2 separate regions of the Macaca mulatta genome follow, and region 1 is linked to region 2. The links are chromatin contacts, called in public Hi-C maps. All regions are on one chromosome and are shown on one strand. Each heading gives the region's core, a stretch centred on a gene start, on an enhancer-like site or on the middle of the called end of the contact. The rest is flanking DNA. Distances are from core to core; before and after follow the strand shown.

Region 1 (6,677 bases), core at 1,400-3,899, 42 kb before region 2:
TATTCTTAATTAGGAACTTTGCAGAAAACCTTGTGTTTTTGTAGCCATCCCACCATGACAACAAAGCGATTAAGATGTTTTCCATCTCCTGAATACCTTTTTAAATTGCGATATTTTATGCTCCCGGTTCTAAAACGTGTTATTTGCAGACTATTTTGTGTCTGATTTAATCTATAACCGAAAACATAATGTATTAAGTGAATACATATTTGCTCTGCTGATAAGCTTTTTTAATATTTATTCGGAGAGCTTTTGCATTGTAAATAAATGGGTCTACACAAAGAGTTCTCTTTGTCTGGCAACTACATACAAAGGCGTTTGGGGCTCCCTTCCCTCTGGGGATCGCCAGCTCTCTCCCCCGGTCTAACAAACAGCTCGGCTCCCAAGCTCCGAGCCCGGCCTGCAAAGCGAGTGCCCGGCCGCCAGGGCCCGGAGAGTACTCTGGCGAGGGGTCTGCGAGCGCTGGGGTCAGGGGAGGGGCTGCCCAGGCAGGACCAGGGACGTGGGGGCCCCCAGCACCGGCCGGTGCCTCCCGAGCTCCGGAGGGCGCCGGGCGGGACAAAGGGAAAGAAGGAAAGAGAGGGAGGTCAGAAACCTGCAGCTTCAAAGGCGCCGAGGGCCGGAGAAGGGCTGGGGGCGGCGCACGCGGGGGTGCCAGGCTTCCTGGAGGCCTCCGGAGAGTCGTGTGTGCTGTGCTTTTGTTTTTTTGTTTTTTTTTTTTTTTTTCCAATGAGAAATTTCAAAGTTGAGAAAGCGTGAGCTGCTGGCGATTCTCGGGACGCGGGCTCGGCTACGAAGCAGCAATTTTAATCTCGCACCCCCTGCGGGCGGATCGCAGGCCCGATTGTTCCTTTCTCACCAGCCGGCTCGACTTTTTAAGCAAACAGGAGGCGGATTACTGTCGCCCGCCTGCGCCGCCACGGCTCTGACCGGATTGGAGGGGGCTTTTCTTTGTGTTCTCTCCTCCCGGGGAGAGGCCGCGCCGCGCCTCCGCGTCTGCCAGCGCCGGGCTTCGGGGGCCTGGGGAGCCCGAGGAGGCCAGGAAGCGGGGCGAGGAAGGGCGGCCACAAGGCCCGGGCTGGGAGCCCCACAGTCCCGCAGCCGCGACGCCGCCACCCGCCGAGTGCCGAGGCCCGGGGCCCACCCCCAGCCCAGCTCCAGGAGAGGCCGCGCAGGAGGACCGCGAGGACGGCGCCGCAGCGCCAGGTCAGGCTGAGCTAAGGGAGGAAACGGAGCGAAAAGTGATGGCGGGCAGAGGACCCCGGGCGGGCGGAGAATCGCTGACGAGGGCATTTCGGGAAGAGCTGAACCTCGGAGCACAGGGCTCCTTCCCGGGAAGGCAGGGCGTGACCCCGGAGCCGCGGGTCCCTCTTCCCGCGGCCGCAGGCGTGGCTGGCGCGCTCCAGGATCTGGGGCTTCTACAGGTTTGCTTTGTTTTCTGCTTTTGCATCTAAAAACCCGCTCTCTCCTCGCCCGCCTGTCGGAGACCCGGACTCCGACCCGTCTGCCTCCCTCCGGCGCCGTCTCCGGGAGCGCGGGCGCGGTGGGGCCTGCAGGCCGGGCTGGGACCTGGCGCGCCCGGGGGCGCTAGTGGCTCGGCCGCCGCCGCAGAACCCGCTCCCTGCGAAACAGCCGCACCCGCTCCCGAGGAGAGTCATGAGAACTAGGGTCGCGCCTGACCCGCGCGCCTGAGGAAAACCAGCCCGCGGGCCCCGCCACACGGGCCGTGACCCGAGCCCCGCGCGCTGTCCCGAACGCACGGTGATAACGCCCCGCTGCGCCAGCCTCGCTCGGCCCCCCTCCTCCACCCCTTCTCCGAAAAAAAAATTCTGAAATGGGAACGAAGACCGAAAAACTCGCCATGACCGTTTCCCTCCCCGGCCCCTAGCTTCGGCCCGGAAGGCCCTTCAGGGCAGCGGCCGTGGGTACCACGAGCCGGCCGGTTCCCCTAGCCGCGGACCGACCGGGCGGGGCCAACTCAGGACTGCTCCGGGGAGGGGAGCAGGGTAGGGGAGCGAATAGTAGGGGTTCGTTCGTGGGTCACCCAAAGCTGGGAGCACGCTGGCGGCGCCCGGACTTCGCCGACTGTCCGCCCGGTGCCACCCGCGCGGCTCGCGCCAGACGCAGCCTGGCGGTCCCTGTCCTGTCTCGAGTATTTATTTTTAATGCTGGGTGTCGATCGAGACAACAAGCGTTCAGAGCAAAGCAAGGACGCATTACGGGGGGAATTTTAAACCGATCGATAAGATTTTTCAGAGAAAAAAATCGCTTATATAGTCCATATTTTTTAAGAAAAAAAAGCTTCGACATTTTAACGGATTTTGTTAAAAGGGAAGGTATATATTTCTTAACATCACAACCCTGAATTTCTTTTGCTAAAAAAAAAAAAAATGTAAAACCCCAAAGCCAGAATAAAAAATAATAATAAAAATACAAAAACAAAAAAAAATGAAAGCAATTTCAGTTACTTACTGGAGGCTGTTTCCTGGATACAACTGAATGCAATACAATTAAATCAGTAAATGTGACTTTGTTTTGTATTCCTATTGGTATTTTCAATGTGCTGACTGTTGCACTGTAAATGCACCGCTTCCACAACAACGACTCTAGCGAGCCCATCCAGAGCGGCTCTCAAACCTGCAGCCTGGCGCCGCGAGCCACGGGCCCTGCATACTAATAAGCTCGTGCCACTCAGCCCGGAGCAGCCAGCGCGCTGATTGGCCGCGCAGCCCTCCGCGGCCGGGAGCTCGTGCCACTCATTCGGCGTAAACAGGCCTCCCAATAGGCTGGCGCCGGGCCAGGGAGCTGCCAATCAGGAAGCAGCGGGGCTACTACCAAGCCCGATGGCGCCTAATTCAAGCCCGGCGACTGCGCAGCTCCTCTGCGCAGATCATTGCTGCTGAATGGGAATGTGGTGGCGCAGGGCAGGAGAGGGAGCTGGAACCAGCGAGTGCGCGTGTCCCGGCGGAGGGGGAGGCGTATACACAGACACAGACACACACACACACATATATGTTTAATCCAGCAGGTCTAACGTTTGGCTTCTGCCGCACAGAAGGCCAAAGGAAGAAATACCACCACCCCTTAAAAGTAGCTACTTTTTCTCCCTGCGATCTGTCTGGCAGGTGGCAGGTAGGCCAGACCTCCAAGCCCAGAGGCCTCCCCAGGTTGCCTGGCCCATCTACCGCTCTGAGGCTGCTGCCTGCCCGGACCCGAGCTCACAGATCCACGTACGTCCGCTGCTTGGGCAGTACAAGCTTTGAATAGCCCGCCCGGCCCTCTCCTCCCCCTGACCTGGGGATCAGACCCTGGGAAGTGAGTTCTGAGTCTCCAGCCGTCTACATTAGTGGCTCTCAATTTTATCTCCCTCTGCCACACTTTGCAACAGAGCAACTACTAAAATGAAAATCAGGGATTTATTGAGAAGACAAGGATTGCCCTTTCTTCATCTACACCTAGATTTAAAAAATATTTTCAGCTCGATAAGGGGGGAAGGGGATATGGTGTGGTAAACCATGTATAGTATTTCTCAATGCTGCTCCCTGTCTGCATATCTGCTAAATCCTCACTCCAACTAAAGCAAGCTACTGAACAATTTTTATCGTAATCAGATGCAAACCACTTCTAAAATATTCTGCAAACAAATATTTCTGTTAGAATTTGGTTTCCCACCCAAATGCTATTTATTCTCAGGGAGTCGAGGTGATGTCTTAGTGGCGATGGATACATTTATTTTTGCTCCTCTTTCTCCCTGTGAATCTCTGCCTCCCCCTCTGGGGGAAAAAAGGATATTTAAACTAGAAGCCAAATGACAGATTCACACGCATTCGAAATTCTCCACCGTCTCATTCCAGCAGGGACACGAAAGAGTTAAACTCAAAGCCTGCTGTCTCTCTGTTTCCCCGCCCCCACTCCCGTTCCCGCGGGACCGCTGGGATTGGTTGGCACTCCGCCAGCGGACTGTCCATCACCGAGTGTAAACAAGGCGCTGATTGGCTGTTGTCCAGTCCGCACTGGGCCTCCTGAAAAAAGCAATTACTGGCTCCGCGGTTTCAAGGCGGCCCAAGGCCGCTTGATGAAAGGAGATAAGCTGGGGACCGTTTCCAGGATCCCCGCGGGCCGACCCGGGCAGCCCGGGAGCCGAGGTGCGGCGGAGAACCCGCGGATCAAAGGAATCTGGAGAGAAAGGGGAAGCGGGCGGCCGGCCCCGGCCGGCCTTCCCCCCCGCAGGCCACGCCGACCTGGGGTGGGGGGCTGCGGGCCGCGGGTGGGGACTTCGGGATTTCCCGCCTGCCTGAGTCGGGGCCTGCGCCGGCGCCGGCTTTGGGCGGCGCGGCCGGGAAGGGAGCTCCGGAGAGCCCGGGGCTCGCAGGTAAGCGCCAGGGCTCCGCGGGCCGGGCCGGGGGCTCAGGACAAGGCGCGGGGCCCGCCCCGGCTGGCTCGGGAGTGGCGGTCGCGCAGGCCCGGGTCCCGGCTCCGGCGTCTCCCGGCTCCGGCGGCCGGGACCCCTTGCGACCGAGCCCCTGGCCAGGCCCCAGGCCGGCGCCTTCGGAAGCGACGTCTGGCGGGCCGCGGGGCCCGAGGGGCAGAGTCGGGAAGCGTAAATCCCCGTTGCGCGCGGAGATGAGATTAGCGCGCGGCTATTCATTAAGGCGGGGACGATTGAATTAGGTCCCTGGGCGCGGTCGCCGGCTGGGGGTGTGCTTGGCGCCGACCCCCGGGCTTTGGCCGTGGCATCGGGAGGCTGGAGTAGCGGCCCCAGTGAGTGTGTTGGGGAATCGGGCGCCTCTGGGTCCCAGCCCCGCGGGTGCAGGCGGAGGCTGCCCGCTTCCCGCGTACACCGAGGACGGCCGGCCCGGCTCCGGAGAAATGGCTCTTGGGAAAGGAGGGGAGGGGAAGGTTCCCGGACCTTGCACAGGGACGGGTCGCCGGGGACCCGCGCAACCCTCCGGGGATGGAGGAGGCGCGAGCTGGAAGCGGCGCGCGGGCCCGGGCCCAGGGCTGACACCGTGGGGCCCAGTCTCTCCTGGCTCGGGTGGGTAGACGCGCCCCGAGGCCCCGGGTCCACGCAGGGCGCCCCTCACAGACGGCGCGTTTCCTACTCTCCTAAGGATCCGAGTTCCCATCACTGCCTCCGATGAGCTTGTTTCCGGATCAGGAACCTTTTTCAAGTTAATTTTTAAAGCCTCATTTGAATTTTTTAATATAGGAAAATATGTAGATGAGAAAAACCTTGGCTCCAACAAAGAGAACACCGTGGTTTCCCAGGACTTGCTCTGAGCTCGCCGCGTCAGGGCAGGGGCTCCACCTCAAACCGACCTGTCGGGGAAAGGGAGGCCTCAAGCCCCTGGGAGTCCTGGTCCCCTCCAGAATGTGTTGCAAGGAGAGTGGCTGGAAAGGCCCCACAGAGCCCCTAAACCAGCCTCCCCTCCCCCTTGGGCAGATTGTTCTAGGGTCCTGGAGCCTGAAGGATGGACCCTCAGCTTGCCTGCCCCCATCCCCAGTCATCGTTCACCATCCGAGAAATGCCCACTGCCAGGAACATGGGAGGGCAGAGAGTAGCTCACAGGTGCGTGGCCCCTATCTCCTGAAGCTAGTTTAGACCCTTCTAGCTCAGCCTCACCAGATTCCTAGGATGAGCACTGGCTTCACATCCCCCAAGTGCTGGCCCCTTCGTGTCCCCCAGAGAGGCTGCTCGGGCGGGCAAAGGCCCCGAGGCATTGAGTGCGCCTTCCAGAGCAGTGCAGAGGCTCCCTGCCCTTCTCCTTCCTCCCCATTTCTGCCTCCTCCTCCCCCAGTGTTCACTTAAAACAAATTGTAGTGGGCTTTTTGTTTTTTTTTTCAATACTGTTTCAAAACAGTTGTTACAGCAAATAACTGCAGACGGGTCTGCTGGACTCGGTGGAGAGGGGCTGGCAGCTGCCCAGCACGGGCGCCTGGCCGCTGGGCAGCTCCCGCAATACCAAAATAAGCTCCCGAGTTCTCCTGGAAGACTTGGGCCGCCGGGAGCTCAGGCTGGCGATCTGCTTGGAGGAAACCTCCCTGGTTTCCTTTTTTACTCTTCCTGCTGTCCAGAGCTAACAAATGTTTTTAATTTTAGAGGAACATGGTGTGGGGATCTGCAGACGCGCCTTCCACTGGGGAGAGGACCAGGGAGGGGACAGGAGGAAGAAAAGAGAGGGGATAATAAACCCACGGTCAGTCTTGATGCTGGAGTGCCCAGGTCTCCCAAGTTCCTGCAGCTTTACAGATGAGTGGACTGCAAGTGAGGCTGGGCCTGTGGACAGCCAGTGGGGCCTGGAACAGTGCCAGGAGTGGCCTTGAACCCCACCTTGATCCCTCTCCAGCAGGATCTGGGGTCACTGCCATGGGCCTGGCAGACATCACTCCAGGTTTGCCCTCTGGCCTGGGTAGAAGATAAACCCCCCACCCCACATAACTAGCTGCGCTTCTACACCTGGCAGGCCGGCTCACACATCACACTTGAATGCATACACACACTTGTGCACAGTCTTGAGTGTGTGCACATACATCTGCCTGTACACACTCATGTGCCAACATGTGAATCACTTGGAAGTGTACACACCCAAACCCACAGCACAGATGGGCAGACAGGTGAGCCTCACGCAGCATGTCACACTCCCACATGCACAAAACATGCATGCAGAGGCACATCA
Region 2 (6,116 bases), core at 3,395-5,894:
TGTGGGGATGGCCTGTTGCTTCAGCTCTTCCTTCTTCTGGAACAGGATATCTTGACTGGGGGGCAGCAACCATCCCCCAACCACAAGGACAGAAGCCAAAAACCACCAAGAGACAGAACCCTTATCTGAGATGATGTCACAGGTGGCTGCATTCACCTTGGACTTCTACCCTCTTTCACTGCACTGCAGTAGGACAAACCCGTGCGCTGGGAAGTTTCCTGTCATTTGTAGCTGGATGGTTATAGAAGCATCTGATCCAGCTGGCATATCTCTGCGAGGGTTGTAGCGGAAATCATATGGGTTTCTACCCATCCCATATTGGTGGTCTTTATTTCTTTGTGTCTTTTATTAATATTATGATATCTGTTTCTTTTTTTGCTAGCATTTGTCTGTTTTATTGAAGGATAATAAACATATATCAAAGTACACCTATTTTCTTTTTTTTTTTTTTTTTTTTGAGACGGAGTCTCGCTCTGTCGCCCAGGCTGGAGTGCAGTGGCGCGATCTCGGCTCACTGCAAGCTCCGCCTCCCGGGTTCACGCCATTCTCCTGCCTCAGCCTCCCGAGTAGCTGGGACTACAGGCGCCCACAACCGCGCCCGGCTAGTTTTTTGTATTTTTAGTAGAGACGGGGTTTCACCGTGGTCTCGATCTCCTGACCTTGTGATCCGCCCGCCTCGGCCTCCCAAAGTGCTGGGATTACAGGCGTGAGCCACCGCGCCCGGCCCAAAGTACACCTATTTTCAATGTACTGTCCTACGAATGCTCACATAATGAACACACCCATGCAGCCTACACCCGGGTCAAAAAACAGAACCTTTGTGTGGGGTGACTTTTTCTCTCTTTCCAGTTTCAGTGTTTCTGCATTATCTTCTTCTGGGAGGTGTGTGCGGGTCACAGAGCCTCTGCCTCAAACGGACCTCTATGATCAAGAAGCAGAACGTTTCACACGACTGAGATGGGCAGGTGCAGGGGCAGCACTCAGAGGCCCCAGCGCCTCCCAGTCCCGAGTCCTTCCACTTCTCAGCTCTGACTCAGGACAGGAGCAAGTCAGTTGGCAGGCACTGTGGTAGGGGCAGGTGTCCCATTTACACCCAGGGGATCCAGAGGAAGGGAGAGCGTCTCCCCCAGCAGCCCTGGGGCACACTGCCCTTGTGTCCAGCGTGCAATTCTTGCCCCACATCCACCCAGCCCGGCTGTGACCATGGTCACCATAATTGGCTCGGACCCCTCTTGGCACTGATGAAGTCGGTGGACCCCATCTCAAAAGCGTTTTTAAAATAAAGTATATAGGATTATAAAGAGAACCAATTACACTGAAATAATAAATGTATATGAGTTTGCATATATATATATTTTTTTCTTTTCTTGCTTTCTTTCTTAATTTCTTTTTTGAGACAAGGTCTTGCTCTGTTGCCCAGGCTGGAGTGCAGTGGCACAATCATGGCTCACTGCAGCCTTGAACTCCTGGCCTCAAGCAATCCTGCCTCAACCTCCTAAGTAGCTGGGACCACAGGCATGCACCACCATGCCTAGCTAATTTTTAAATTTTTTGTAGAGATGCAAGGCCTCCCCATGTTGCCCAGCTGGTCTTGAATTCCTGGACTCAAGCAATCCTATTTCCTAAGCCTCCCAAAACACTGGGATTACAGCATGAGCCAGCACGCCCCGCCCCTGCATATATTTTTTATACTTGTACACATTAATGCATATTAATTATACATATTAATGCATCACAAAAGTTCTGGTACATGCAGTACATGTGTTTATGATGAACAGAAACAGTATTTTAAGATATCTGGGCCGGGCGCGGTGGCTCAAGCCTGTAATCCCAGCACTTTGGGAGGCCGAGACGGGCGGATCACGAGGTCAGGAGATCGAGACCATCCTGGCTAACACCGTGAAACCCCGTCTCTACTAAAAATACAAAAAACTAGCCGGGCGAGGTGGCGGGTGCCTGTAGTCCCAGCTACTCCGGAGGCTGAGGCAGGAGAATGGCGTAAACCCGGGAGGCGGAGCTTGCAGTGAGCCGAGATCCGGCCACTGCACTCCAGCCCGGGCTACAGAGCAAGACTCCGTCTCAAAAAAAAAAAAAAAAAAAAAAAAAAGATATCTGTGGCCGGGTGTGGTGGCTGATGCCTGTAATCCCAGCACTTCGAAGGCCAAGGCAGGTGGATTACTTGAGATCAGGAGTTTAAGACCAGCGTGGCTGGCCAGGCGCGGTGGCTCACGTCTGTAACCCCAGCACTTTGGGAGGCCGAGGCGGATGGACCATGAGGTCAGGAGATCAAGAGCATCCTGGCCAACATGGTAAAATCCCATCTGTACTAAAAATACAAAAATAAGCCAGAAGTGGTGGCGTGCGCCTACAGTCCCAGCTCCTTGGGAGGCTGAGGCAGCAGAATCACTTAAACCCGGGAGGCAGAGGGTGCAATGAGCCAAGATGGCACCACTGCACTCCAGCCTGGGTGACAAAGCAAGACTCCGTCTCAAAAAAATGATATCTGCAACGATCACAGCATGATTGGAGTCATTTTAGTTATTTCAGTTACGTTGTACATTCATCTCTGAAGGGAATGTCAAATTTTAGTTAGAGATCAGTGAAAATGAATAATGAGTTGGGGTTGATTAGCAAAAAAAAAAAAAAAAAAAGAAAAGTGGGACGGGGTGTGGTGGCTCACACCTGTAATCCCAGCACCTTGGGAGGTCAAGAAGGGAGGATCACTTGAGGCCAGGAGTTTCAGACCAGCCTGGACAACACAGCAAGACCTCATCTCTACACAGCAAACACGAAAAATTAGTTGGGTGTAGTGGCTCAAACCCTCTGGTCCCAGCTACTTGGGAGGCTGAAGTGGGAGGATTGCTTGACCCTGGGAGGTTGAGGCTGCAATGAGCTGTGATCCTGCTGCTGTACTCCCTGCCTCAAAAAACTCCACAAAACCAAACAAGCCCCCCCAAAAAAATTTTTTTTTAATTTTTTGAGACGGAGTCTTGCTCTGTTACCCAGGCTGGAAGTGCCATGGCGCGATCTCTGCTCACCAAAACCTCCGCCTCCTGGGTTCAAGTGATACTTCTTCTGCCCCAGCCTCCCGAGTAGCTGGGACTACAGGTGCGCAGCACCACACCTGGCTCATTTTTGTATTTTTTAGCTGAGATGGGTTTTTACCATGCTGGCCAGGCTGGGTCTCTAACTCCTGACTTCATGATCCGCCCGCCTTGGCCTCCCAAAATGCTGAGGTTACAGGTGTGAGCCACGGTGCCCGGCCCTCCAAATAATTTTTAAAAGATGATAATGTCCTATTCAAGTCCACGTACCCTGTGGCTCCCCCATGAACTTCCTGCCTGCGGTCTTTCTGTGGGGTTAGGGACACTGGGCCGAGGCCAGCACCTGGGGCGGGCAGTGGTTGGGGTTGGTGGTTGGGGTTGGCCTCAGTGACAGTGCACGTGTGGATTGTGAATTTTTATCTAACCCGTGCGTATCTGTTGTTTCACGCATGACTGTGATTTGTTCACATTTGTTGAGATGACCGCATGGGGCCTCCTCCTGGCACTTGGCTCTGGGGTTTCAGTTGCCACATTTTCTTACTGTTCCTGTCCGCCTGACAGCCCCCATTTCCTGCTTTTGTTAGATTCATCAAGTCTTCTTTGTTCCATGTTTTTCTCTCTTTTTTTTTTTTGAGACGGAGTCTTGCTCTTGTTGCCCAGGCTGGAGTGCAGTGGCGCCATCTTGGCTCACCGCAACCTCTCCTGTGTTCAAGTGATTCTCCTGCCTCAGTCTCCTGAGCAGCTGGGATTACAGACGCATATCACTACGCTCGGCTAATTTTTGTATTTTTAGTAGAGGCGAGGTTTCACCGTTGGCCAAACTGGTCTCGAACTCCTGACCTCAGGTGACCCGCCCACCTAGGCTTCCCAAAGTGCTGGGATTATAGGCATGAGCCACCATGCCCGGCCTGTCCCATTGTTTTCTTCTAATGGTTTGGAAGATTTACATATTTCTATTCATCTAGTGGTGACGTTAATTTTTTTTTTTTTTTTTTTTTTTTGAGATGGAGTTTTGCTCTTGTCCAGGCCGGAGTGTAGTGGCACAGTCTTGGTTCACTGCAACCTCCACCTCCTCAGTTCAAATTATTCTCTTGCCTCAGCCTCCCAAGTAGCTGGGATTACAGGTGTCTGACACCATGCCCAGCTAATTTTTGTATTTTTTAGTAGAGATGAGCTTTCACCATCTTGGCCAGGCTGGTCTCAAACTCCTGACCTCAGGTGATCCACCCACCTCAGGCTCCCAAAGTGCTGGGATTACAGGCATGAGCCACCACACCCAGCCGGTTATTTTAAATGTTTAACATGTGCACTATATTTCTCTCTTCCTAACCCCATCCAGAGTTCCTCAGTCGTACATGATCCCCTCTGAAAAGACACGGCCGCTGTGCGGTTTTCTCTCCCTCCTCCTCCCCTCCCACGGCCCGTGCTGGCATCATCCAGAGCCTCCTTGCAGACAGTTGTGTTTCCAGCATGAAGCCCCTCGATGGCCCATGTATCCTTCATCTCCCTCTTGGACTTGTGTTTTGTTTTGCTAGGGTACCTCATCTAGTAATGATTTCAGATAGTACTTGTTGGAAAGAAACTCTCTGAGCACTTGGCATGACCGAAAACAGTGTTTGTTCTTCCTCCCCACTGAATGGCTGTTGGGCCTGGCATCGAATTAGAGCCTCCAAATTTTCCCTCCGAGCCGTGAAGGTGCCCCCTCCACAGTGTCTGAATCCCAGCTTGCCAATGTGTGATGTCAGATGAAGATGTTTTTCCTCTCTCCTTCCCCTCCTCTTCTTTCTTCTTTCTTCCTTCTTCCTCCTCCTCCACCTCTTCTTCTTCCTCTTCCTGCTCCTTCTCCTCTACTTCTTCTTCATTTTGTTGTTGTTGTTGTTTGTTTAAACTCACAGGTTTTTTCCCCACTTGACACTTTTCTCTTTTTTCCCCGTGTTCCAAAACGTCAAGTGTCTTTTCGGCTCTGGGCAGTTTTGTGTCTTGGTTTCCGTTAACATTCTCTCCCTCCCGTTCCCTCTCCCCTGGAATTCCGTTTCAGTGGATGGAGAAAACTCTGGGCCTGTTTTCCATGTTTCTGAACTTTTCCTTCACACGTTCTAACCTTTCTGCCCTGTGACCTGTGTTCCACTGAATTATCTGGCTGGACCTCCCAGCCCACTCACTCGGGCTCAACTGAGGCCCATCGATTTGAGGATTTCCTGTTTCAATGCCCCATGTTTTAATTTCCCAAGATATCCAGTGGACTTTTGGGAAGTCTTCCTAAGTCTTATTTTTATTTATTTTTTATATTTTTTGAGGCAGAGTCTTGGTTTGTCATCCAGGCTGGAGTGCAATGACGCAATCTTGGCTCACTACAACCTCTGCCTCCCGGGTTCAAGTGATTCTCCTGCCTCAGCCTCTCGACTAGCTGGGATTACAGGCACCCGCCACCACGCCCAGCTCATTTTTGTATTTTTAGTAGAGATGGGGGTTTCACCATGTTGGTCAAGCTGGTCTCAAATGCCTGACCTCAAGCAATCCACTCACCTTGGCCTCCCAAAGTGCTGGGATTACAGGCGCGAGCCACTGTGCCCGGCCCCAAAGCTTATTTTTATTTGTTCACATGAATGTGGTTTTGTTGGTTATTGTTTCTGAATCTTCTGTAAATTTTTGAATAATACCTAAAATTATAAGGAAAAAAGCAAAAATCTGAGTTCATGTCCCTAGATTCTTTTTTGAAAGAGTAAAATATCTTTCTCTTCTCTCTGAAGCTATTACTGGTGTTGTTTTTGAACGCTGTGTGTTCCAAGACTCTTGCTCAGTGCAAGTTACACAACTGCAGCAAACAGACCCCAAACATAGCTGCCCACGCCAGCCAGCGGCTAATCTATCCCTGACCTGCCTGAGCAAATGCTCCTGCGGGGTGGGGCCTGGGTGGGCCCCAGGCTGGAGGCTGCCCTGTCATCTTGCACATTTGCCTTCTACAATCTCTCTGATGTCCCCATTCCAGCCATCAGAAGGGGGAACCCTAAAAGCCTCCTGGAAGGTTCACATACTCCTGAAACTGGCGCACGTTGCTTCTGCCAGATTCTG

Evidence for each region. Hi-C and Micro-C count contacts between places; a contact is called where the count stands out from the background.
Region 1: a contact with region 2 is called in a Hi-C map of fetal cortical plate, with 3 times the contacts expected there. The contact joins the promoter of BAHCC1 here to the promoter of LOC144335570 in region 2. A contact is called at or near these places in 10 of 14 Hi-C or Micro-C datasets (blood, cortical neurons, fetal cortex germinal zone and 6 more).

What each region holds. Positions count from the first base shown.
Region 1 is chr16:91,095,053-91,101,729 of T2T-MMU8v2.0, reverse strand. BAHCC1 (BAH domain and coiled-coil containing 1) reads right to left here and starts at 2,649. Exons shown (of 28, transcript XM_077973176.1): 1 at 2,473-2,649. It overlaps LOC114673206 (a long non-coding RNA gene), which reads left to right. Exons shown (of 2, transcript XR_003723911.2): 2 at 1-284.
Region 2 is chr16:91,055,395-91,061,510 of T2T-MMU8v2.0, reverse strand. LOC144335570 reads left to right here and starts at 4,644. Exons shown (of 8, transcript XM_077971062.1): 1 at 4,644-4,739. The coding sequence starts at 4,644. It also overlaps the pseudogene LOC144335571.